Regions from separate parts of the Danio rerio genome. Here region 2 is linked to region 1. Evidence: chromatin contacts called from public Hi-C data. All regions are on one chromosome and are shown on one strand. Each heading gives the region's core, a stretch centred on a gene start, on an enhancer-like site or on the middle of the called end of the contact. The rest is flanking DNA. Distances are from core to core; before and after follow the strand shown.

The links. A called contact is a pair of places that touch in the nucleus more often than the background predicts.
Region 2: a contact with region 1 is called in a Hi-C map of skeletal muscle, with 4 times the contacts expected there. The contact joins the enhancer-like site here to the promoter of ube2g1b in region 1. A contact is called at or near these places in 6 of 18 Hi-C or Micro-C datasets (caudal fin, embryo, gastrula embryo and 3 more) and 2 of 4 datasets of contacts at active chromatin or transcription factors (caudal fin and embryo).

What each region holds. Positions count from the first base shown.
Region 1 is chr21:18,462,390-18,467,455 of GRCz12tu, forward strand. It overlaps ube2g1b (ubiquitin-conjugating enzyme E2G 1b (UBC7 homolog, yeast)), which reads right to left and starts at 2,198. Exons shown (of 5, transcript NM_213530.1): 1 at 2,005-2,198. The coding sequence starts at 2,047.
Region 2 is chr21:18,508,329-18,513,394 of GRCz12tu, forward strand. atp2a2b (ATPase sarcoplasmic/endoplasmic reticulum Ca2+ transporting 2b) reads left to right here. Exons shown (of 19, transcript NM_001030277.1): 7 at 365-829. Among named protein-coding and RNA genes, the nearest start is that of bcr, 21 kb to the right of the region's middle. Within about 2 kb of position 2,418, at least 6 of the 62 cell types and tissues checked have an H3K27ac peak or open chromatin away from gene starts, as enhancers often do. A contact at or near this core is called in skeletal muscle, where this site is marked.

The sequences.
Region 1 (5,066 bases), core at 948-3,447:
TTTTAGCAAAGTAGGTAATGTAGTCATTCATCTTCACAATTTGTAATGTTGCAGTATGTATTTGAACAATGATGGCTGGTTCCTTTACTTGAAAGCTAAAATTTGATTATCTTTATTTCTTTTGTTTACAGAGTTTGAGGTTTACTGTATCATTATTATTCACACCTTACAGATGTTTATCTACCTCAAAGTTTGCTTTGATTGTCAGTATTTACACCTTACCATCACATACACTTTATGAAATATTATCTATCAAGTCTCTATAACACTTATATATAAAGAGATCACATATTTTGTTTAAATATTTTTGATTTTTTGACTATTAAACCTAATTGAATTAGTAATGTTGATACAATAAAATAAAGTGGTTAAAATAAAAATCCTAATAGTCCTAAATGGTTTGTTAAAAAATATTTAATAATTATCAATATAGAATGATATGAAACATGATAAGTTGCTTTCTATAGATAATTTAATAAAAATAAAAAAAATGTTAAAAAATGGGTGAAACAGTGTTCTGTTTTATATCAGTGTAACAGGATGTAATGATTCACCTGAATCGCGATTCCAATTTAAGGTGAAGAGCCCTTTAATTTTTTTCTTAAATGCTGCACATTTTTTGCAAAATGATATATTTTCTGCCATAACTAAATTGTTATTTTAAAAAGAAATTCAAAAATAATAATAAAACAAACTAAAGAAGACCCTTTGATAGGAACAAACTAAAACTGTGTCTGTGTTGAGATTTTCCTTTTTTTTTTTAATATCAGCATATCTATGTTTTCTGGCATAAGCTGAAGTCCTTGCACATTTACAATGTCCCCAGCTAAAAACTCTTTAGGGGTTGAGATAACCTTTCCTTAACCACAGAGCGGGGTCTACAGAAGTGGTCAATAGGCCCTCTAATCCAGGGGACTGGCTACTGGAAAAAAACTATAATAGGATAGAGACAGGAGTTGAACATGATTATGAAGGTGAATAATTATTATTATTGTAACATATTTAAATAAATGAAACAACATTCTGGCATTTGAATATGTAATTGTCTTTCTTTTTAATGACTTAAAAAAGTATCACTGACAATTAGCTACAATTTTGTGGTTTAAAGAATTAGGACGAAATAAAAATATAGAAAAAGATCACTCAATTTCTCTGCATTAATGCATTTCATAATATAACAAATAAACTTAAATGTTTTGAGCACTTTTATATTCAATTATTAACAAAAGAAAATCTCATTGACTTTGCTTAAAAGTGAAGAAATCTGTATTTGGTGGATTATTCCTGATTTCCAAATCACAGTAAACAAAACATTTGTCATTTTGACCAATTGTCAATTTCTCCCAAAAATAAATAAATAAACTCTAAATGGCAGTTTATTGATCAGAGATTTTTATCACAAACTTTATAGAATAAAACAAATATTAGCATCTCACGTAAACCCATTCTTTATTAATGAAGTGAATCTGAAAACTTTAGCGTTCTCTTATTTTATATTCCATTGTGATCACATGTATAAACAAAAACAAAATGATATTACTTTTATATAAGATGTGTAAGTACTAATATACATATAATATGTAATATAGTTAATAACCTTAATTTGTTTCAGAAGGTTAATAATTTCTCCATTACATACTAACACGTGTCAACTAATGCTAAAACCAGCTTAGCTTTCACCATTTATTACCACTGTTTATTTAAATACATAAAAAAATATGTTCTAATTTTTTATTACTACCTTACATAAATTTCCAAAGACTAATGATCAACATGTTTATACCTGACCAACTTATTCAACTAGCATGCTAGCAAACCCTTCTGACCTTATTACTTTACAAGTGGAAATACGAAGCCTACATGCTCTTACACAAACACTAACCCTGTAAGTTTCATTACACACTATGTAATCTTGTTAAAAAGTACAAACAGAACCGATAAACATCATTTATAACACATAATAAATATAAATCGTGCTATTCACGCTAACAGTTAGCCACTTACCTGCTAGCTGTTTTCGCAGAAGCAGGGCCGATTGCTCAGTCATTTTATTTCAACTAATGTTAACTAAATAAATAATATCTTATTAACTACTGAATAAAGTCACAGAATTAAATGCTGGGAAGTCAGAGTTGTTGGACACGCAGCTTTTGGACAGTGTGTGTGTGAGATCTACTTCACATGCGCCGAGAACGGATACATGTGATACTGGCACTGACCTCAAGGCTGTGTGTCACTAGGTAGATATACCTACTACAGCAGTTTTGGACTTCTAATTGGGCGCTTTCCCGGTTATGACGCTAAACACTGTTGTCTATGTAGGTCGCTCATTAGGATTTGAAGCACAGCCAAAACAGACAGCTCCACTTTTGTTGATCATTCTGCTGAAAATCTATAATATACGTTCAGTTACAGGTGTCACGTTTTAATTTCAATAATAAAATATAGATTTACTTTGTAAATGATGAATATTTTGTGGTAATGGTAGAAGCCATGTAGTAAATTTCCTTAACGTTAGTGTTTTCCTGTGACTCCCAATGAATTTTCTATTGTTTTCTTTGTAATTAAATATCGTTTCCTTAAGTAGAGATGTAACTTGGATTCATATGCCCATAATCAGTCTAGCTGATACATGTGTGGTCAAATTCGTTTTTCACAGTCTAAAAATAACACATCTATCGCTCTCTTTTTTGTCTTCAAAATTTTGTCTTGTTTTAATTTTTTTAGTGCATTTTTTTAGGAAATATTTTTAGTACATCAAAAAGTGTGGTTATGATGACATCTGACTAGTTAATCCAGTAAAAAAAATCACTAAATTGCAGTATTTAAGTCTTATAGTATCAATTGGTTAATATTTTATTCATAACCCACAGTAAATAAAAAAATAGTAGTTAATAGTTACATAAAAAGCAACAACATGCAAAAAGACCTCCGCCTTTACTTTTTTTCATAGGATTGTGTATTAGATTAGATATGTTAGATTAACAACAAAGATTGATATTATAGCACCAGGTTAAACTTTCTGACTCCTTTATGGTAATCAAATACATTGAAAATAAATACTATAATCTGATGTAAGAGAAGTCTTCTTTCACTGTATTGTTTTTAAACAGAGAAAACATGTACAGGTAACTGTATTCTAAATCTTGGACCTTATTTCTGAAATAAAAATGAGCAGTAAAAAGATGTGAAGCACCAGAAGCGGACCATATTAAATTAATTTGAAGATATTTTGGCTATTGTTGATATCTAGGAATGATTTAAATATACTTTTTTTACCAAAGAGACCAGAAAAATTCTGCAGAATTCATTATAATTAATTTATTTATAAGTCGTTTTCTGTCTAATAAATGATAATGGGCTACAGATTTCTTACTTTAAAACTTTAACAGATTGCTATTTTTTCCTAATATTATATGATGTAATAAATTTGTATTTAAAAAATTTGTCTCATTTAAATTTTTTATTGCAATTTTTTAGGAAATATTTTTAGCATATCAGCAAAAAAAAAAAATAATCCAGCAAAAAAAATCACTAAAATTCAGTATTTAAATCTCATAGTTAAATTAAAACTGTGGCATATAAGTGCAAAAAGGTCCACTTATTGAGAAAAAAAGAACCACCCCTTTCACCAGGCTGGCTAAAGGCCTGAATGTATATTCCAACAAAGAATCTTTATTTTACTTTGTTTTACAAGGAACTGAAAAATTACTTTTGTACTACTCAGCAATAGAAAGACCATTTAAACTGTTCATTTGTGCTCTAGTTTAAAATGTTTCGATAAATGTAAAGGTCCTGCTTGTTTGTAATTGCAAGAATTTTATTTAATTGTTTATACTCTTGTTTTTTGTATTTATTTTTTGTGATGTTATTATTATTTTCCTTCTATCACCCTGGCATTATTTTGTTAACTATATTGTCCCGTATCTTTTGTTTAAAGCATATATAAAAAATATAGAATAATATATTGTCACCTTGGAATCATAAAGTTCTTTCTGCGTTCTGGATGATTTTGAAATAATGAGTATCAAAGTTTTTGCATTCCATAGCAAACAGTGTGTGTGTGTAACAATTGTTTTTTAAATAAAAAGTCCTAAAATGTAAACAACATCACATCATGTAAATAAGTTTTCATTTAATAAATATATGTTAATAACTCTGTTTTGACAAAAATTATACTAAAAAGGTAACGTTATGTTGGGTTGTTATGTTGAATATAAGTTATGAATATAATAATATTTGAAAACCCCTATTTAATATAATAAAACACATAATTACTAAGTTACTAAAACATATAATAAAATATAATGTAAAAAGTAAACATTAGTATAAAGACTCCTATTTTCAATTTTAAACAGTCTTTGGAATAATAATAATAATACGGCATTGCATCAAATTAATTTTACGTTATAAAATGTAAAGGTTTACTATTATATTTTATTAATTATATTATATTATATTATATTATATTATATTATATTATATTATATTATATTAATTATATTATATTATATTATATTATATTATATTATATTATATTATATTATATTATATTATATTATTCATTAATTTTCTTTTCGGCTTAGTCCCTTTATTAATCTGCGGTCACCACAGCGGAATGAACCGCCAAGTCGCCATCTAATCCAGTATATGTTTTACGCAGCGGATGCCCTTCCAGCTGCAACCCATCACTGGGCAACATCCATACACTCTCATTCACACACATACACTAAGGCCAATTTTAGCTTACCCAATTTACCCTCGCGAACACGGGAAGAACATGCAGACTCCACACAGAAATGCCAACTGACTGAGCCGAGGCTCGAAGTATCGACCTTCTTGCTGTGAGGCGATCGTGCTACCCACTGTGTCACTGTGCATCCTATATTATATTATATTATATTATATTATATTATATTATATTATATTATATTATATTATATTATATTATATTATATTATATTATATTATATTATATTATATTCATTCATTAATTTTAGTCCCTTTATTAATCTTTATTAATCATGCTGAATATGTATATACTTAGGTTTTAAATTATCTTTTAC
Region 2 (5,066 bases), core at 1,168-3,667, 46 kb after region 1:
GTAATTATTTTATGTTCAATCCACTTAAAATTGTAATGATTAAGTAAACTTAATCTGCTTGTCTTGGGACAACATAAAGAAATGTTTTGGAACCCATCATTTTTTTACTGTGCAACTACACTCAAAAAACTGATTGCTGCTTATTTAAAGTACTTATTTAAAATGAACTTTTTTGGGGGACAACTTAATTGTTTTATGTTCAATCCACTTAAATCTGTAAAAACTAACAAGTTACTCCGTTCTTGTTGTCCCAACATAAATCCATTGTGTGAAACCCAGAATTGTTTTTCAGTGTAGTAAACTGTAAGATGAATTGCTATCATGACATGTTTTTTAAAACTCCCCTTTACTTTCGTGTTTGTAGGGTACCAATATTGCTGCAGGCAAAGCAGTGGGAGTAGTGGTCGCCACAGGTGTAAACACTGAAATCGGTAAAATCCGTGATGAAATGGCATCCACCGAGCAGGAGCGCACACCCCTACAGCAGAAACTGGACGAGTTTGGTCAGCAGCTCTCCAAAGTCATCTCCCTCATCTGCATCGCAGTGTGGATCATCAACATCGGACACTTCAATGACCCTGTTCATGGCGGCTCCTGGGTCCGTGGGGCTGTTTACTATTTCAAGATCGCAGTTGCGCTGGCTGTGGCCGCCATCCCTGAAGGCCTGCCTGCCGTCATCACCACCTGCCTGGCTCTGGGTACTCGGCGTATGGCGAAGAAGAATGCCATCGTTCGTTCTCTGCCCTCAGTGGAGACTCTGGGCTGCACCTCTGTCATCTGCTCCGACAAAACCGGCACTCTTACCACCAACCAGATGTCTGTTTGCAGGGTAAGAATTTTTGTTTTTCATGGCTGATTCTGATTGCTGAATTTTTTTATTTATTTTATTTTATTTATTTTTTTTACAAGCATGTTGGAAGAGTCCGATAGAGATTTTTTTCCCTCTTTTGTTTTTATTTACTTTTTACATGAATTAGATTGTTAAACAAAAAAAAATTTCTGAAAAAACTTTCTTCTTGCTGAAGAAAATTGCTTATTATTTTTACCAGTAGGTGGCGTTTGTAGAACAGCAGGGATAGCATCGTTTCTTTGGTTAGAGTTATAAGCTGCCAAAGCGCCGGTATTTTTATATGCATTAAATGGAGATCATCTAATCATTTTTGAAGAGAGTGAGTTTCTTTTAAACCTTTTTTTTAACGCGCCATGTTTAAAACTGCTCTTAGTGAAATTGGCACTTTTGTTCTGGTGTCTGGAGCTTCTGGTTACTGTAAACTCGTCATGGTGACACTCAAGCACAAAATTCTGGCCAGGCACACATTCCTAATGATGACGATGTTGTTGAGGCAGGATTATTGTGGAGCTGCTCGATTTCATTAGTGTGAACACAAAGAGCTGTATGATATATGCAACGGACTAACATTTTTAGTCCGTCCGAAAGTTGTTTTGGAGAGGAATTGGAGATCAAACAATATCTGTCAGAAGCAGAAAGTTTGCAGTACCAGTTTGTGTACCGGGAAATTTATGTTTTTTGTTAAGTGTCATGAAGTGATTCTGCGCATCCACTTTGGTCTTCGAAAGTGAAATTTGTTTGGGTATAAATGCAAAACAAAGCATTGATAATAGCGAGAGATTATCCTGGTGCAAAAGGCTTTATTCGTAAAATCTTTACAATTGTGAAAACGGCATAAAATCGCAGAAGTATTAATGAACAATGATCAATAAACAGCAAAAATCAGTCCAAGGCACTCGAAAAATGTGGAAAAATATATTAAAAAGCCTTTATTGAATTGGCTATTTATTAAAACGGTGCCTAATTGTTTTGGAAAGCACTTGCCTTCATTAGGGTAACACCTTTATTCTGATGAATCCTTGGCTCAAAGAGCATCGACACATTATTGAAGGTACCTATAAGCATTTTTTTGTTTGATTTTTGGATTTTTATACAAGAACAATGGACAATAATTGTATTAAAATGAATGCAGAAAAATACTTCAGTACAGTACATCATGCCTGCTCCATCTTTGACCTGTTAACACAGTTTACACACTGCTGTAAAATCAGTGCAGAGCAGTTTGTGTACAATCTGGAACGAAAATCGGCCGAATTAAAAAGCCCCCCAAAAAAAATACTTAACACTCATTTGTAAAAAAAAAACAAAAAAAACAAAGTGCAATAGTGATTTCTGTGTGGTAGATCAGTGCATCTCTTGTAAGGACTCTGGAAATGTTTCCCCAGATTGAAATGAGCAGCCCATCAAAGAGGAAGCAATAACTTGCAACCCTCAGCTATTATAAATTATGTTTAGCCTATAATTTCATTCTTTGGCAACAGAGTCTGTTATTGTTTAGAAATTTTCAGGCTGAGGTTCAGCCAAGAACCGAGAGCGATATCACTGCATAGAAAGCAACACATCAATAAAGACACATTCATGATGATTCTGTCACTACGTGACTTACTCTGGCCTCAGATGGAAACCGTTAAACTGCAGCTTTGATATTAGCATGATTAATCATTTTGTTTTGTTTTGATTTGGTGTTCCTCATGACCTCTTGTTAAGACCACCCCTGCTAGCGTCTCTGTGTTGTTTTTCTGTTTGACAGGATTCATTTCAAAGGGTGGTGACATGGTTTATTTCTCTTTCCCCCCCTTACTGAATCCCTGTATGCTTTTCTCTTTTAATCTTTTGTCATCGCCTTCATCTGCTCTTGTCTCTCTGTTCTTCAGCACCTCTACTGCGAGAGCTGATCAGTATGCTCTAGTCAGTTACTTGCAGTAGTGTTGCATAACTGACCTTGTGTGTGTGAGATTTGTCTATGATCCTCAGCAGTGCCTTCACTGTGGGCTGTACTGTATGTGCACAAAAAATGAATGTGCATGCTGCTGATATCAATCCGTTTTCAGCATGGGGAAAGGGTAAACTTAGAACCCAGTTTGTTTGTCTTTTTAATAGCAGTTGTTTAAAATAATATTCCGCTTGATTTATTCTGTGAATGCTCAAACCTTTAGTTTTTCCCTTAAATGTCCCGGTTTGCATCGACAGACCGAAAATAATAACACACTGTGGGACGGATGTAGCTAAGATAAACGGTCTTGTCATCTCTAGCTGTATTAAACCTGAACTCATTTTAATTGGTTCGCTCATCCCGCTTTATTTCCATGAATGATATCTTTAATGAAATTTCTAAGAGATTATATTTAGTGGTTGTCTGACATTTGAATTTTTTATATTCATGCTCAGAACAGAGCTTGTATATTGTTATACAGTGCTCAGCAAAATTAAGTACACCCCATTTTGAAAAGGAATATTTCGATCCATTTCTCAGTGAATATGGGCAGTGTATTTTGGTGCATTTAAACAAAACAGATTTACAAATTATATTTTAGTCACCAAAAATATTTAGAAATTGAAAGATAATGCAATTTAATTCAAGCAAAATATTGCAAAAACAAATTGCAACCTACAAAATTTTGAGTTTTTAAATATTTTTGTATCTGTTGAATTTTTTTTTTTTTTTTTTTCCCTCTTATAAATTTGTATTTAGAATTTTTCTATAACATATACATTTGGGTGAACTTTTTTTTTGGACAGTTATCAAGTTATGTTGTTAGATTAGCTCTAGATTTTACTTCAGTACTGACTAATCTAATGTATATGCACAAATATAATATTGTATAGCTTCCTTTTAAAAGTATGACTTTAAAAGCGATTTTTGAGGGGTGTCCTTATACTGTATATGCTGAGCACTGTATGTGTAACAGAAACTGACATTCTAGACTAGATATAAACTGTTTGGAAATAATTAATAATAAACAATTATATGAATAAACCTTTATTCTTTCGATTTTCGATTGATTGGGTGAACATTTATAACATGAGTTTGTTAGATAAAATAAGTAAACCAGTGATTTGCATTCTCTGTGTTTTCAAAATAATAATGTTGTAAAAATAAGATATTTTTTAACACTTACTTGCAAACAGAAAATAAAAATCACAATATTTTGATAATTAAAAACATAATGGCTTTTTCTATGTACAGTATAGGTTGGCTACTGATCTTTTTATTTTATTATTATTTTTATTTGGCGGGTGACGAATATGGGTAAAATATAGTCTTATGCATTTATATATTACGGCATTTTTCCAAAAAATGGTAAGTTTGCATTTTCAAGACCCCAAACGTTGTGCTGTTGTGTAGATGAACAGTGAAAACACATCACGTTTTCTATTTTCAATTTAAAAAGTAGTAATGTAAACTAAGCATTGGATGATAACCTTTTAAAAAAGTCAAGGTTTTAAAACCACCAAAATGTTCTGCTATACTGTTCCTATGGTATATGTCAGATTTTTGATTTGTTTCTTTGGACAACAGTATCTCCAGCAGAAAAGATATCCAAAGATGTGTTTTAAATTGTAAAGAAATGTGTAATTTTGGAACAAATGAAGACAGCAGAAGTCAATGATTCGTTTGAATTATTTAGCCGGACATGTTTACTGTTCCAGAATATCATAAATGTTTCTGAAATTAAAATATATTCTGCTCAAAGGGGAAAAAGTAGTTGTTTTTTACCCAGACAGAATATAAAAAGAATATATTTTAGAGCATCGATCACAATACTGTGTAACTGTGATATTTTTATCCAGGGTTATCATACCGTCAGAATCAAATACCGGCCCATGCCTAGTGTAAATGCCGCCTCTCAGTTCTATTTATTTCATCAGCTTGTTCTTAGTTTTCAGGTTGAAATGCTCAGAAATGTTGTTTTGAGGCGATTCTATTTCAGTGAATTGTTCAAATCATTTCTGAATGATTTATTAGTGAGTCATTCTAAACTAAAATATTTTTCTGGTGAATATTTCCTTAAATTACTTTTAATGAAGGTTATATAAACTCACGAAAAGAGTGCAATATAAACAGCAAACCCTTATATTGAGATCTTTGGTCACTTACTCATTGTTATAATTTTTTTACAATTAAAATACGTGTTTTGTTTTTCCTAGGAATCATTGTTTGTGATTTATTTATTTATTTATTTTTAAATAATGTTTTATCAGTTGTAGACATGGG